Regions from separate parts of the Mus musculus genome. Here region 2 is linked to region 1. A link is a contact called in public HiChIP or PLAC-seq data. All regions are on one chromosome and are shown on one strand. The core of a region is the stretch at or near the end of the contact, and the rest is flanking DNA. Distances in the headings are between cores, read along the strand shown.

The links. HiChIP or PLAC-seq counts read pairs in DNA pulled down with a chosen protein or histone mark.
Region 2: a contact with region 1 is called in an H3K27ac HiChIP or PLAC-seq map of embryonic stem cells, with 4 times the contacts expected there. The contact joins two enhancer-like sites. A contact is called at or near these places in 1 of 115 datasets of contacts at active chromatin or transcription factors (embryonic stem cells) and 1 of 9 other capture datasets (embryonic stem cells).

Annotation. Positions count from the first base shown.
Region 1 is chr5:118,758,206-118,764,850 of GRCm38.p6, forward strand. It overlaps Med13l (mediator complex subunit 13-like), which reads left to right. Exons shown (of 31, transcript NM_172424.4): 29 at 897-1,058; 30 at 3,081-3,193; 31 at 4,496-6,645. The coding sequence ends at 4,628. Among named protein-coding and RNA genes, the nearest start is that of Gm42015, 82 kb to the right of the region's middle. Within about 2 kb of position 2,971, at least 17 of the 459 cell types and tissues checked have an H3K27ac peak or open chromatin away from gene starts, as enhancers often do. A contact at or near this core is called in embryonic stem cells, where this site is marked.
Region 2 is chr5:119,583,872-119,591,022 of GRCm38.p6, forward strand. No RefSeq gene overlaps it. Among named protein-coding and RNA genes, the nearest start is that of AW549542, 7.1 kb to the left of the region's middle. Within about 2 kb of position 5,175, at least 27 of the 459 cell types and tissues checked have an H3K27ac peak or open chromatin away from gene starts, as enhancers often do. A contact at or near this core is called in embryonic stem cells, where this site is marked.

The sequences.
Region 1 (6,645 bases), core at 1,721-4,220:
TTTGAGCGTTTTTTCTTCCTGAACTGTTTATCCCTAGCTAAGTCATCACACAGGACCAGGAGGTCAAGGCTTTGTCTTTGTTTCACAGCAGGCCTCAAGTTGGCTGCCTTCAAGTCCGATCCTCCTGCCTTAACCTTTCTTCCTGAGTTTGAGGATTATGTGCACAGATATGTGTGTGTGTGTGTTCTACTGTGTCCTGACTTCACTTTTTATCTTTGGCCAGAATAATTTTATTTTACTTTTCTCTATCCAGAATCAGAGTTGATAGGACTTGATGTAGTAAATTAATAAGGATCATTTTCTTTCTCTACATAGGAGACATTAAAGACAAACTGACCACTTACCATTACTTGTACTAAAGGCACCTTTTAAATCTCAGTAGTCACCGACAGGTGGGAAGTGCTTGATGCAGAGAGGCACAGAAGACTCCGAGAGGCACACGACACTCACTCACAGCACACTCACTCAGCACTCCCACACAGCGAGCACACAGGGTGGCAGGAGCATTGCTCCCTGCAGACTCTGAGCTGTGGTGCTCAGTTCTAATCCAGGGAAGGTGATGATGGAGAGCAGGTGCACTCTAGGGGTCCTAGATGCCCCTGAGGATGCTGGGGTCTTCCATCTCAGCATGCAGTGACACACAGCTCCAGAGCGGGTGCCTTGTGCTTCTGGGATCACTGTATCCATTTTTCCAAAACCTTTGTCTGGTCGATAGTGTTTGTCAGATGCCTGACTTCACTGCAGAGACCTGTGTATTCCAGGTCACATTGCTTAGTCCCCAAGGGCTTTGGTGGGAGGTACTGCAGGCAGGGGACTGTCACTAGTGTGCATAGTCAAGATGAAAGCTGCTGTTAGTGCCTGGTGATGCTCATTGTGCTTTGGGCCTTGTTTTTCAGAGCCAGGGAGAGCGGCTTCTGTCTCGGGAGGCTCCAGAGGAACTCAAGCAGCAGCCCCTGGCCCTTGGGTATTTTGTGTCCACTGCCAAAGCGGAGAACCTCCCGCAGTGGTTTTGGTCATCGTGCCCCCAGGCCCGGAACCAGTGCCCACTCTTCCTGAAGGTTGGTAGATGCACGCTGGGGTTTAAGACAAGTCTCTGGCATGTGTTTTCATTTGGTTGGAGCTAGAAATCTCCTCTTCGCTGACCCAGGCTCTTTGTGCTCCTGTGTCACTTGTCACTTAAAGTCTGAGGAGGTTTTAGTTACAGAAGAGTGGACTTCAGAAAAGGGACCCCGACTTGCTGTCAAGAAGTGAGTTCACACAACCTGACTCTCCTAGTCGGTACTGATGACTGCCAGGAAGCCACAGCACAGTCCTACCTGGCTGCATACTGGAGCCGTCCTCCATAGAGCAGAGCCAGGGCCATTCAAACCTTTCACATCTGTGCGTTTTCCTCCTTGTATGGCTTTTATTGATTGTGCCCTTAAAACAAGGCCCACACGTGCAGAGTGTAAAGGAGCCTCAGAGGGCATCCATTTCTCATTTTTGGCAGAAAGAGAGAGAGGTTTGAGAGTATACCATGGTGGGAGCCATGGGGAGAGGACTCTTATAAGGGAGTCAACTGAGTGATGACAGCCCTGAGCTCCCCCTGTGGCACAGCATACCCACCTCCAGCCATTGGATGCTGGCAGATGTGAGAAATGATGTAGGTACTTATCATGCCCATGCCTGGCTGTGAAGGTGGCTGAGGTGGGAGGTCATATGACTTGTGAGCTGAAACAAGGCTGAAGGGCACAGCAACCCTGCCACAGAGTAAGCCAGCCCAGTGACGGGAGCAAGAGATGAGGGGAAGCGGCATGCCGTGCTGTGAGTAAGGGCCAGCTGAGCCAGCTCTGCAGCACTGGTGTCGTCTCAGTGGGCAGAGCTGTGAGCCACTCTTGTGTGGCATGGAGGGGACATGGAGTAACCTGTGGGAAATACTCCAGTGTAGGAGGGACACCTAGTCAGTCAGCAGAGCAGGGAGAGTCCCCAGGACTGTTAGGGTCGTATCCAAACAGGAGGTGACAAACAGGCGGTAGTGTGTCACTCTACTCAGAGATACCAGGCACAGGCGGGCACGGAACGCTGTGATGGAGCGCCTTGCTCACCTGACAGCTGAGCATGAAGGAAATGGCCGTTTCCTTCGTGGAGGTTAGTCTCTGTCTGTATTGGGACAGCAGACAGTCAGCGCCTCTGTGTCCTCTGATTATGTGCCCACCTTGTGGAATGCGCCTGCCTGCCTGTCCTCGAGGTCCTCTGCCTGCCCACCCTGGAGGTGCACCTGCAATTAAATCTCCAGATCAGACAGTAGGGATTGTGAGGGGTCTGAAGGGTAGAGGGGTTGAGAAGCCCCACAGTATGAAGAGCCACATCTAGACTGCAGAGCCTCGACACCCCTCACGGCAGCTTAGCCCATAGCTGGAGGACGGAAGAGAAAGTTTTGAGAACATCAGAGAGACTTGACTATATAGCCCATTAGCTGATACAAAGGAATCACATTCAGTGTGCGCGCGCGATACAGTTCTTAAAGGTTCTCATCTGTAAGCATTACTTCCTAAATTTACAAGAGAAATGATAGAGTATTTGGTTTGTTTTAAAATATTTCAAAGGTAAAATACTGAAAAGAAAGTGACAAATAGTGGCCACTGTCCCAGCTTTGGTGGCAGGGCATACAGCACTACATAGGAACTGCTGTTTCATGTGCTCGACTGTTGTGTTAGAAGCAAGGTATGCTGGTGAGATGGCCCAGTCAGTCAGAGAGCCCCCAAGCCCCGGCCGGGTGCGTCTGGTGGCAGGGATCAGTGCGCCAGGCTGTCTTCTGACCTCACGTGTGTGCTGTTGAGTGCACACACACCAGTCAGCTTGTTTTCTCAAGAAGCAAAATGAAGTCGGTTAGACCAGAAAGAGAGGCCCCTGAAACTAGTGTTGAGCTTACCTCTAGGACAGTAGTGTGTCCCAGGAGATGACTCAGCAGTTGGGACTCAGGCACACAGCAGCCTGCCTCTGCATGACTGAGGAGCCGGAGCCTGGGCTGGGGCCGCGCTCATTCTCCACTGTGCTGCTCTGCACCTGGAAAGAAACAAAGTTCTCGGGTCTTTCCCCAGGCTTCCCTGCATCACCACATCTCTGTAGCGCAGACCGATGAGCTCCTTCCTGCCAGGACCTCTCAGCGGGCTCCACACCCTCTGGACTCCAAGACCACATCTGACGTTCTAAGGTAGCTCTGACTGAGTGGGAAAGTGGCGCTCCTTCCTCCTTGCCCCTGAGGAGTGCAGGACAGGGTGGTGCTCAGAGACACTGCTGCTTGTGCAGAGCAGCAGAGTCCACTTCTCCCCACGGTGCAGGGACACACAGTGTGTGCACTCAGTTCACCACACAGGAGGTGCAGGGACACTTCATTTCCTATTCCAAAGAGGTGATGCAGGTGTCAGCCCTGGGCAGAAGAACAAAGGTTAGGGAGCAGAGCCTGGGAGTGGCTCTGCATGGAAAACTCAGTTTGACCTTCTCTGCCACAGATAAGTATGTTCGATTGACTAGAGCACTAATTCTTTGTTATGGAATGCACCTCAGATGCACGGACTCTGTTTCACTGTTTTCATCAGGGCATAAAATTTAATGGTGCATGCCTGTAATCCCAGAACTTGAAAGAGAAGGCTAAAGAACCAGGAGTTGAAAGTCATCCTTACTTACTTACTGAGTTCAAGCCCAGAGTCCAGCCTGAGCTCCGGAGACACTGTGTGGATGTGCATGTGTGTGCATGTGGATGCACGTGCCAGATGCCAGCCAGTCTCTTCCTGTCTCTCACCGTGCTCCTGAGATTGGCCTGTGTCCACCTCCTCTCCCCTTCCCTCCTCCTGCTATTGGATTATAGTGTGCACTGTTGCTCACTGCTTTACACGGGTTCTGGGGCACACACTCAGCCTTTCTGTCACTAGCTGAGATATTGCCCCAGACCCAAGACTGGATCTTCAAAACAACAAGCAGACAGAAGCTATCCTGTGCCTTGAGAGCTGAGCCTTTCTGGGTGCTCTCTGATGTACTGTGGTTTGGAAATGGGCGATGGACAGGTGCCTCACTAGCAACTTGGCCCCCAGGGTCTCTGATGGAACAGAGAGCAAGGGTCTTGTGCAAGTTAAGTACAACCATGCACACCTAGGATACCCATGCACACCCAGGCAGACAACTAAGGCTGTGGTCAAAAGTATCAGGCTAACCTGCCATAGAGAGCAAGGCCCTGTCCATCCCTGTTGATTTTTTTCCAGTGACCACATCAGAATAACATGGAGAAACTTGGAAAGCCGAGTGTCAGTAAAGTATTACATTCTGAACAATTCAATATGATCAGTATATTCTCATTTTGGCATCTAGCCAACATGAAACAGTTTTCATTCAGTGGCTTCCTGATCCTGGAGGCCCTGAGGTGGCCATGCTGGTGTGCAGGGACGCAGGGTGGGCCACGTGGGCCCCACACACCCCAAGCCTGTGGCCCAGAAGCTGACCTCTGTGCTCTCCCTGGCAGGTTTGTGCTGGAGCAGTACAACGCCCTATCCTGGCTCACGTGCAATCCAGCCACCCAGGACCGCACTTCCTGCCTTCCCGTCCACTTCGTGGTGCTCACGCAGCTGTACAATGCCATCATGAACATGCTCTAACCGGGAAGGGAAGCGCTTGCCCTCTGCCTCAGCTCCTCCTGCAGCCTTGGCCAGGGAGCCTGCTCCACTCTGCAAATGCCCGGCCTTTTTTAGAGCACTCCCTATACCCCGCACTGTGACGCCTTCTGAGCAGGCTCATGCTCCTCCTGCAGTGTTCATTGCCACAGTGACTTCTTGACGTGTCTCACGAGGACCTGGAAATTTCCATAAGCAGTGACTTGAGCCAATGTGTGATATGTGCAGCCTGCAGTCCCCGGGAAGTGGCGGCTGTTGGTGGCTGAAGAGGCAAGGAGAAGAGACACCGTCCTTTTGCACAAGAGCCTGCTCTCAGCCTCTGTTTAGTACCAGGCTGTCCAGCCCTCTGAATGCAATCCTCTAGCCAATGGTGGATGCCTGGGGGTCTCCCATACTTCATAACCTGGGATGTGTCACAACTAAGAGCCAGCTCCAGGACAGGATCTAGTGCTGGGGCCTCTGCCTCCCCCGCCTGTCAGGAGGGTTTTAGTTGATGGCACACCTGTGTAGACACAGGAGGTCTGGGGACAGCTGCATTCTGTTTATTTATTTTTCATTTTGTTGTAAGTTTTTTTGCGACTTTGTTTTTTCTAATCTTGAGGACCAGGTACAGTAGCTGAAGCCCACTGAGACCCACCGTAGGATTCTCTGAGTACATACCTCTGTCCTAGAAGCCAAGAAAGGAGTGAGAAGAAGCGGGGAGGCCACCTAGTGGTAGACTCGGTCAGACAGTCTGTGGCTGCAGCCTGTGTAGGTTGCACCCCTATATGAAGATGGTCAGGCTCAGCCCCGAGCTGGAGGCAAGGACCTTCATCACTTCTCTATACAGTCACATGGAAATACCTTTTCTAGAGAATTCTTACAGAAAGCCAGGTCTCTCCTTTCATTAGATCAAAAGGGACTCGTGTACATATCACAACCAAAGTGTTTGCTCACGAAACCAGTTACAAACACAGTGAATTTTTTCTGGACCATAGGAATATTGTTTCAAAGAAATAGTGCAACTCAACCGTTACATCAGTACTTGAAGCTGAGCCTCTATGTGGGACTTTAAAAAAAAAAAAAAAAGCCTTTTTAAAGCATTCGCAGCTGATTGAAGTATTCTTGACTCCCTGTCCCAGACCTTAGGGTTGACTTTGAAACCCTGTTTCTAGCCCTTATGTCGTATGTTTCTGTCTGTGGGTGGTGGGTGTAGACCGGCTTCCCAGAGCCTCCTGACAGGCCCGGCACTGAGCCCGGCTCCCGTGGGAGAGTCATGCAAACTAAGTTCTTCCAAGAGACTTTCATGTCCTGGTTATTAACAAAGAAAAGGAAAAAAATGTAATAATTGATATGGTTTTGTAAAAGTATTTTTCTTGAGATAATCTAACGTTTAAAACATTATATTAACATGTGGTGGGGATGTGAAAGCAGAGAAATAACTTGTACATGGGTGACTGTTCTCTGTCTCACCAACTGGGGGGGTTGCTTTCCAATGTATAGCTTAAAAAATCTGATATATCAAACCGTTTGTATCTAACGTGTACAGTGTAAAATTGACTTAAAATATCGCAGTGCTATTTTTTCTTATCAGCGAGGAAATCCTCAAGGCCTTTTGAAGAGCGTAAGATGACGGAGATGTAAACTTGTATAAAGTCACCTCGGGGAGGACGGGCTGTAAACTAGATATTTGTAATCTTTACCACTTGGGATTGCTTCCTCTCAGAGTTCACCAGAACTTTGAATTTCTCTCTCTCTCTCTCTTTTTTAAATGGGCTGTTTTTACTGCAGGGGCTTTTCTTCCCTAGAAACCCAACTCTACGCAGAAAAAGTGAAAAGGAAAAAAAAAACACAAAAAAAACCAGAAAAAAAAGCTATAAAAAGTTTTAAAAGAAGGCAGCAAAGGGTAGTTTCCATCTGGTGTCTTTTATTTAAGTTTTTTAAGTTAAGAAAAGCTGGTGACATATTTATACGTTTTTGTGCAAAAAATAAATGAATGGCAATAGATTTAAAGAAATCTTAT
Region 2 (7,151 bases), core at 3,925-6,424, 830 kb after region 1:
AACCTCACATAGTATCGGTCTTGGTAGCAAATTTGGTAGCATATGTTTTCTTGCCAAGTCTTCTGCTCCTGCAGCCCAGGGTGGCATTGAACTCTATACAGCCAAGGATGACCCTTAACCTCTGATCCTCCTGCATATCCCTCTCAAATGCTGGGATTACAGGTATGCACTACCATGCCTCCTGGCTCTATGCAATGTTGGGGAAATTCTGTGCTTGCTAGATAAGACCACTACCAACTGAGACCCAGCTACGGCCTCACCTCACCATGGTTTTTGTTTCTTCATCTCCTTCTCCTTCTTCTCCTTCTCCTTCTTCTCCTTCTCTTCCTCCTCCCTCTTTTTCTTCTTCTTCTTCTTTTTTTTTTTACAGATTTATTTATTATTGTATCTAAGTACACTGTAGCTGTCTTCAGACACACCAGAAGAGGGCGTCAGTGAGCCACCATGTGGTTTCTGGGAATTGAACTCAGGACCTTCGGAAGAGCAGTCAGTGCTCTTAACCACTGAGCCATCTCTCCTGGCCCCCTCTTCTTTTTGTATGATATGTCTCCTGTAGCCTAGGATGACCTAGAACTCCTGACCTTTCTCATCCACCTCCCAGCCACCAGTTCCAGCATTTTGGAGCCACATTATAAAGCAGCATGGTGGACACTTTTGGGAATGTCCAGGTGAATGGGTTGATACGTTCCCTACAAAGGTGCTTTCAGTTCATGGTCAACTGGAGAAACCTGTGTATAAGGGCTAAATGCCAGAAAGTGATTGTTAGAGGGCATAAGGTCATCTTGAAGGTTACATATACATGGAGCAGGAAGTCTGCTAGCCTCCCCCAAAACCCTCACACACACACACAAACACACACATGCACACGCCTAAAAAATGTAGATAAACCCAGAGACTGGAGATCACAGCTATCAACTGTCCTTGATGATTCCAAAATTGAGAATCCCACCTACCCAAGGCTCCTTGCATCTGAGGCTTGTTTTAATTTTTTATTTGTTTTGGTTTGATTTTTGAGAGGGTTCCTCCACCTAGCCCAGACTCCTTTCAAACTGAGGATCCTCCTGCCTCAGCCTCTCTGACACTGGAATTGCAACATGTGTCTACCACACCCCGTTGTACCTCAGGCTGTGTGGTGTGTATGCATGTGAGTGTGCGTGTATGAGGGTGCGACAGAGCATGTGTCTGCACTTAGGGCCTGAAGGTGACAAGGGACACATTTTCATCCTCCCTAAAGACTCAATTCTCTGCCCTTTGGCAAGGTGAGAAGATCCTGGAATTTGTTGTTTAAAATAAGAAAAGAAAGTAGATTGGAGTTTCCCGGACTTAACTCTTTTTGGAGAAATCACTTTATCTTTTTTAATTGTCCCGTTTTTATCTCCACCCCTCCAGTTCCCAAAATTAGCAATAGATATGCTAAGAGAATTCAACAGGATAATAGAAGTTAGCCATGCCCGCAGGGCAAGCACCTTCACTGGCTGAGCCCTCCTCAGCCCTGATGTTTATATTTGCCCAGGCTGGACTCAAATTTATAGGCTCAAGAAATTATCCTGCCTCAGTCTCCCTAATAAGTGTTTGTGCAGGTGGGTGCCACCATGCCTGGCTCAGCAAACCAGCCTTCAAGAAGTTCAAAGTAGGTCTGGTGAGATGGCTCAGTGGGTAGGAGCACCCGACTGCTCTTCCGAAGGTCCAGAGTTCAAATCCCAGCAACCACATGGTGGCTCATAACCATCCGTAACGAGATCTGATGCCCTCTTCTGGTATATCTAAAGACAGCTACAGTGTACTTACATATAATAATAAATAAATCTTAAAAAAAAAAAAAAAAGAAGTTCAAAGTAGCGTGGTTGAGACCACTGTGTACTAAGCGTGCACTGGATACCTGCTAAGTATCATTAGTGGGGCCTGTATAATATACTCTACCCTGGAAGAGTGGGGCGGGGCCCAGTGCTGTGTTACACTGGCCCTAAATGAACAGTACAGATATGAACAGTACAGATAATTGGACCTCTTCAAATGGCTGTTATTATAAGAAACACAGAGAAAATGAGAGAAATGTTCACCGTAGTGGTCAGGGCAGAATCTGTGCCTACTAGCTTTCTCTCCAGTCCCTGGAACTTCTTGAATAACTTTGATTTCTAGGCCAACAGGGTTAAGTGTTCTGAGCAAGGGAGAAAAAAAAAAAACAAAAAACCCACTGACCAGACTTTGTGAACTATCTCCTACTGCACATTATAGACAGAAAAACTGAATCTCCGAGAGAGTAATAGGGGCCGAGATAATACAGCTTTGCTTTTGGTTAATTTGGGCTTTGTTGTGCACAGATCTATAACACCTCGGTAGCGCTGGATGTCCTCGGTAGCGCAAACGCCCTACTAAGTCACCATTCCAGCCCTTATTTATTTATTTATTTATTTATTTATTTAGGAAGGGTGGCATACCACAGCATGCATGTGAAGGTCTGGAGGATCAAGCTCAGGAGTCCCTTTTCCCCTCTGAGCCATCTTGCTGGCCCCTGCATCTTGCATGTCATAAACGTGAGTTTTGGCATTTTTCCTTCCGGGTTTGCCTTTAGCTGAAGTAGACATACCTACTTCATTTTGTGAGACTCGGTATTCACAAGCCATCTCCCCTCTTACAACCCCCACCACCCATCCCCCCAGCAAATTCGTTCACCTCAGGATTCTACCTGTAAAGCTATTTAAAGATCAGGCGTGGTGGCACATGCCAGTAATCTCTGCACTTGGGAGACAAAGGTGGGAAGGTCATGTATTTGGGCCCAGCCTGAGCTACAGAACGAGACCCCTCGGAGGGAGAGATAGAGATAGACAGAGAGGGGGAAAAGAGAGGAGAGGAGAAGAGAGGAGAGGGGAGGGGAAGGGAGGGGGGAGGAGGGAGGAAGGGAGGGGAGGAGGGGGGAGGGGAGGAGGGGCTTGGTGATACAGACCTATACGCCCAGCTACAGGGGAGGGTATAACGGGAGGATCACGAGTTCAAGGCCAGGCTGAACAATTGGTGGCTGGACCGGTAATCCCAGCAGTTGGGAGGCAGAGGCATACAGATCTTTCTGTGAGTTCCAGGCCAGCCTGGTCTACAGAGCTAACCCAGTGAGGCCCTACCTCAATTATTTGTTTGTTTGTTTATTGAAACCAGAAAGGGTTAAAGGTGTGGCTTGACCTTGCCCATCGCCTTGTTAGCAGTCCTGGGTTCAGGATTCAGCTCCTAATGCTGATGATGGAAAGACTCTCCCTATCCAAAGACTCGGAAATTACTTGCATCAAATCTGCTTCTCTCCACTTTGTGACGGGTTTAAAATGGGGAGTACCTGGCTGGAGCACCTTGGGATGGATGACCTTCCAAAAAGTGGGGGCAGGCTTCAGTTTAAAACACATACACGTCCTATTCATTTATCACAGCCCCTAAGCTAGGCAAGACCACCTCTCTTCCCCTCTGCTGTAGGACCCAGTGCGAAGGATGAGGTAGTCTCCGAGTGCTTTTTGTTCTTCCCTGGGCTGTGTTTATCCAAGTATTTTAAGCACTGTTTCTATTATGCTATTCTGAGGCCATTACTCCACAGGGTGATTAAAATTTCTCTTGGCCAGAGAAGAGAAGACAATATCTTTGCTGCGTCCGTCCGGGACTGTTGCTTTTCCCAAGCAGCCTTCAAAGGAGAAAAAAAAAAAAAACGTAAACACCAGGCACACAAAATATACGCTCGTTGCACAGCAGGAGCCTGCAGAGTCTCATGCCCTTCACCTTGGCCTGGACTCCAAGCAGCTGGGATAGGATGGGGGAGGAGGAATGGCGATGGCGGAGGCTCTCCCATTTCCCTGTGTTGTTCTTCTTCTTGCTTGTGCCTGCTTTAGTCTGCTCCATCTCCACCTATCTACGGACAAGACAGCCATTGACTTTTCTTTTCTTTTCTTTTCTTTTCTTTTCTTTTCTTTTCTTTTCTTTTCTTTTCTCTTCTCTTCTTTTCTTTCCTTTCCCTTCCTTCCTTCCTTCCTTCCTTCCTTTCTTTCTTTCTTTCTTTCTTTCTTTCTTTCTCTCTCTCTCTCTCTCTTTCTTCCTTCCTTCCCTTTTTTTTTTTTGAAATGGGGGGTGGTGGTGTCTCATTGTATAGACCAGGATAGATGGCCTCGAACTCACAGTGACATAACCTGCCTCTGCCAACTCATCTCAGAAGGCTGTGACCAAAACCAGGAGGAGCTGAGACGCTTCCTTAGGTGTGTGAGCCAGACTTTTTGGGAAGACTTGTCTAGCTGAGGGAGGGGAAGGGAGAAAGGGGGGCAGGGGACATTCCAAGAAGGAAAACAGAAAGAGCAGGGCCAGCTGAGAGAGGTCAGAGAGCCTTTGGGAGAACGGCACAGCCTACCACCAGTCCGTATGCCCGCACCAGGGATCCTGAGACTTCCAGGCCACCCGGAGCCACATCGCATGACTTGTATTGGGGAAGAGGTAAAACAAGAAACAGACACACATAAACATGCACACTAGGTAACTAAATAACCAAAGGAATAAACGCCTGTAAAGGACTGTAGACAGAAGGAATAGAATGGAAAAGTCCAGCTTTGATTTCTTATCTTTACAGCCTACAGCCTGAGGGCAAGAGCTTTAACCTCGGCGGTGTTCTGAGTCCTTATCTGCGAAATGGGAGCTTTAGTCCCCACCTCCTGGGGCCTCCAGGAGAACACTGCTGGAACTTGGCTGAGTAGCAGCTTCCTTCTTCCTTCCTGATTCTCTTTGATGAATTCTCTTTCACTTCCCTGGTCCACTTAGCACCCCTCTCTCTCCTTCTCTCCCCCTCATCTCCTTTTTTCTTCCCCCTTTCTCTTTTTCAGAGAAACCAACCCCTCACTACCACCACCACCCCACTCCCAGCCCCCCAGGCAAGAACTGAGAGCCACAAGCTGGAAGCCCTCACTCTCTCTGGTGACTGGGGCAGCTGAGCAGACAGACAGACACCCAGTGCCCCCAGGTATTCCCTCACTGCTTTGATGAATGCTCTTGCTATCTCCCTAGCCCGGCTACTTCTAGCCCTGGAGATTTCTCTGATCTCCCTACCCCCGCTGCCCACCACTGCCCTCAAGCTGGCCGGAGTGTTTTGAAGCAAGCAGCTGATCATTAGCATCACTCTGGCCTATCTCCCAGACACACAGCAGAAGAGATTAAAGAAAGGGGCGTGTGGCGCTTGCTTGCAAGCCAAAGATTCCTGTGTCCCACCCTGGGCCCTGAAGGAAAGCTGTATTGTTCTAAAGATAAAGTTACTAGTTGTATAAAGGCATCTTTGGGAACTTTCTCCTTAGAAGCAAGGGCTTCTTGGAGTCAAGATAGTACCTGCAAGTCCAGACATATCCCAAGTGCTTAAGCAGCCCCCAGAGCCCTTTCTGCAGCCAAATGGGCACTGAGCTAACTCCTCTTAGGGGCTTCAGCTCTGAGATCTGTCACAGGTGGCACCATGATGGTTTCTTTATACACCACTCATCTCATAAGCGAGGGACTTGTACCCCATTTTACCAGGGGCTAACTGAAGGATTAGGTAAACTGCAGTGTCTGGGGACAGAAGCACTTTGGAACAGCCCTCCCCTGTGGCTTCTTTGATAGTCATCTAGTTATCTGGTCCCTCTCATGAGGCAGAGGCAGGTGGCTCTCCCTGTGAGTTTGCAGCCAGCTGGTCTACAGAGCGAGTTCCAGGACAGTCAGGAATACACAGAAAAGGAAGCGCTGTCTCAACAACAACAACAAAAAAAGTCAAATGGGGTTGGGAGTGGGGGGGGGGGGGCTCAGTGGGGTTTGCCTCTCCAAATGTTAGATTTGGATTTCAGGAGACTTCCAGGGTCTCTACAGTAGATGGATATCTTCTCCTTCCAGCCCTGATACTGCCCCTCTCCTCCGACCCCCAATCTCTCCAAGGCGTGATCACTATACAACATGATCAAAACTGGAAGCTCCTCCTAAGCCAAATATGGGGTGCATGCTTGAAAGTCCAACACTCTACACAAGGAGGCAAAAAGCTCAGGAGTTCAAGGTCAACCTTTACTACCTAATGAGTTCAAGGCCAGCCTGGGCTACATGCAGTCTGTCATAAGTTTCCCTGACCTAGCCCAAGTTCTTCATACCTTCTCTGAGCCAGCCATCTGCCTATTCTGTATCCATTCTTCAACAAGGGTCTTGGGTAGGTAGAAATGCTGTCATAGTCTGGTACATTCCCATCCCCACCACTCCATCCCTGATCCTGTGGCTCAGCCCAGGCTTACTTACATGGTCAGGGCTTTCTCCTGACTCTAAACAGAAGGAACTAGGGGTGAGATGCCACCACTGAGCTATTTTGGGCCACTCATGTCACGTCCGGCAATCCCACCCAAGTGTTCCCACTCTGAGTGTCTAATATAGCCTTTCCCTGCTTGGAAAAAAGAGGTCTTGATATGTTTTTGAAAAATGCGGTATGATGTGGGGGGGGGGGTGTCTTAGCGGGCCCATGCTGAGGCATCTCCCCTTGAGGTACCAGCCATATGATGGGTCTAGTATAAAACGAACTTGGTTTGGGGGCATGAGAAGGGAGGTTGCGGGGAACACATGGAAAAACAGAGGTGGAGGACAGAGAGGAAGAAGAGGGGCAGAGGTTGGGGGAAGGGATAATCATAGAAGGGGTGGAGGTCAGAGAAAGATCAAGAAAATCCAAACAGTCCTTTTTTAAAAAGTAAATAAATAAAAGCTGATTTTATTTATTTATTTATTTATTTATTTATTTATTTATTTATTTATTGTATAGTACTGGCTGTAGACCAGGCTAGCTCGAACTCAGTAATCTGCCTGCCTCTGCCTCCCAAGTGCTGGGATTAAAGGTGTGTGCCTCCACTGCTGGGCTCCAAATAGTCCTTTTACAGCAAGTCAGGCACCAACCTGGCTACCTGGCTATTGCTAGGTAGCTGGTGGGCGGATCCTAGAAGAAATGCTAACAGGTCTTCCTTTGGCCAGCAAGAGAGGGTAAAGCTCTGGGTTGGTAGGAACCAAAGGCCCTATTCTCCAACAAGGTGCTTAAGTAAAGCATTGAGAAAAGATAGGCAGGGCACTGGTGGTGCACACCTTTAATCCTAGCACTTGGGAGGCATAGGTAGACAGATTTTTCTATATTTCTGGTTCAAGGCTAGCCT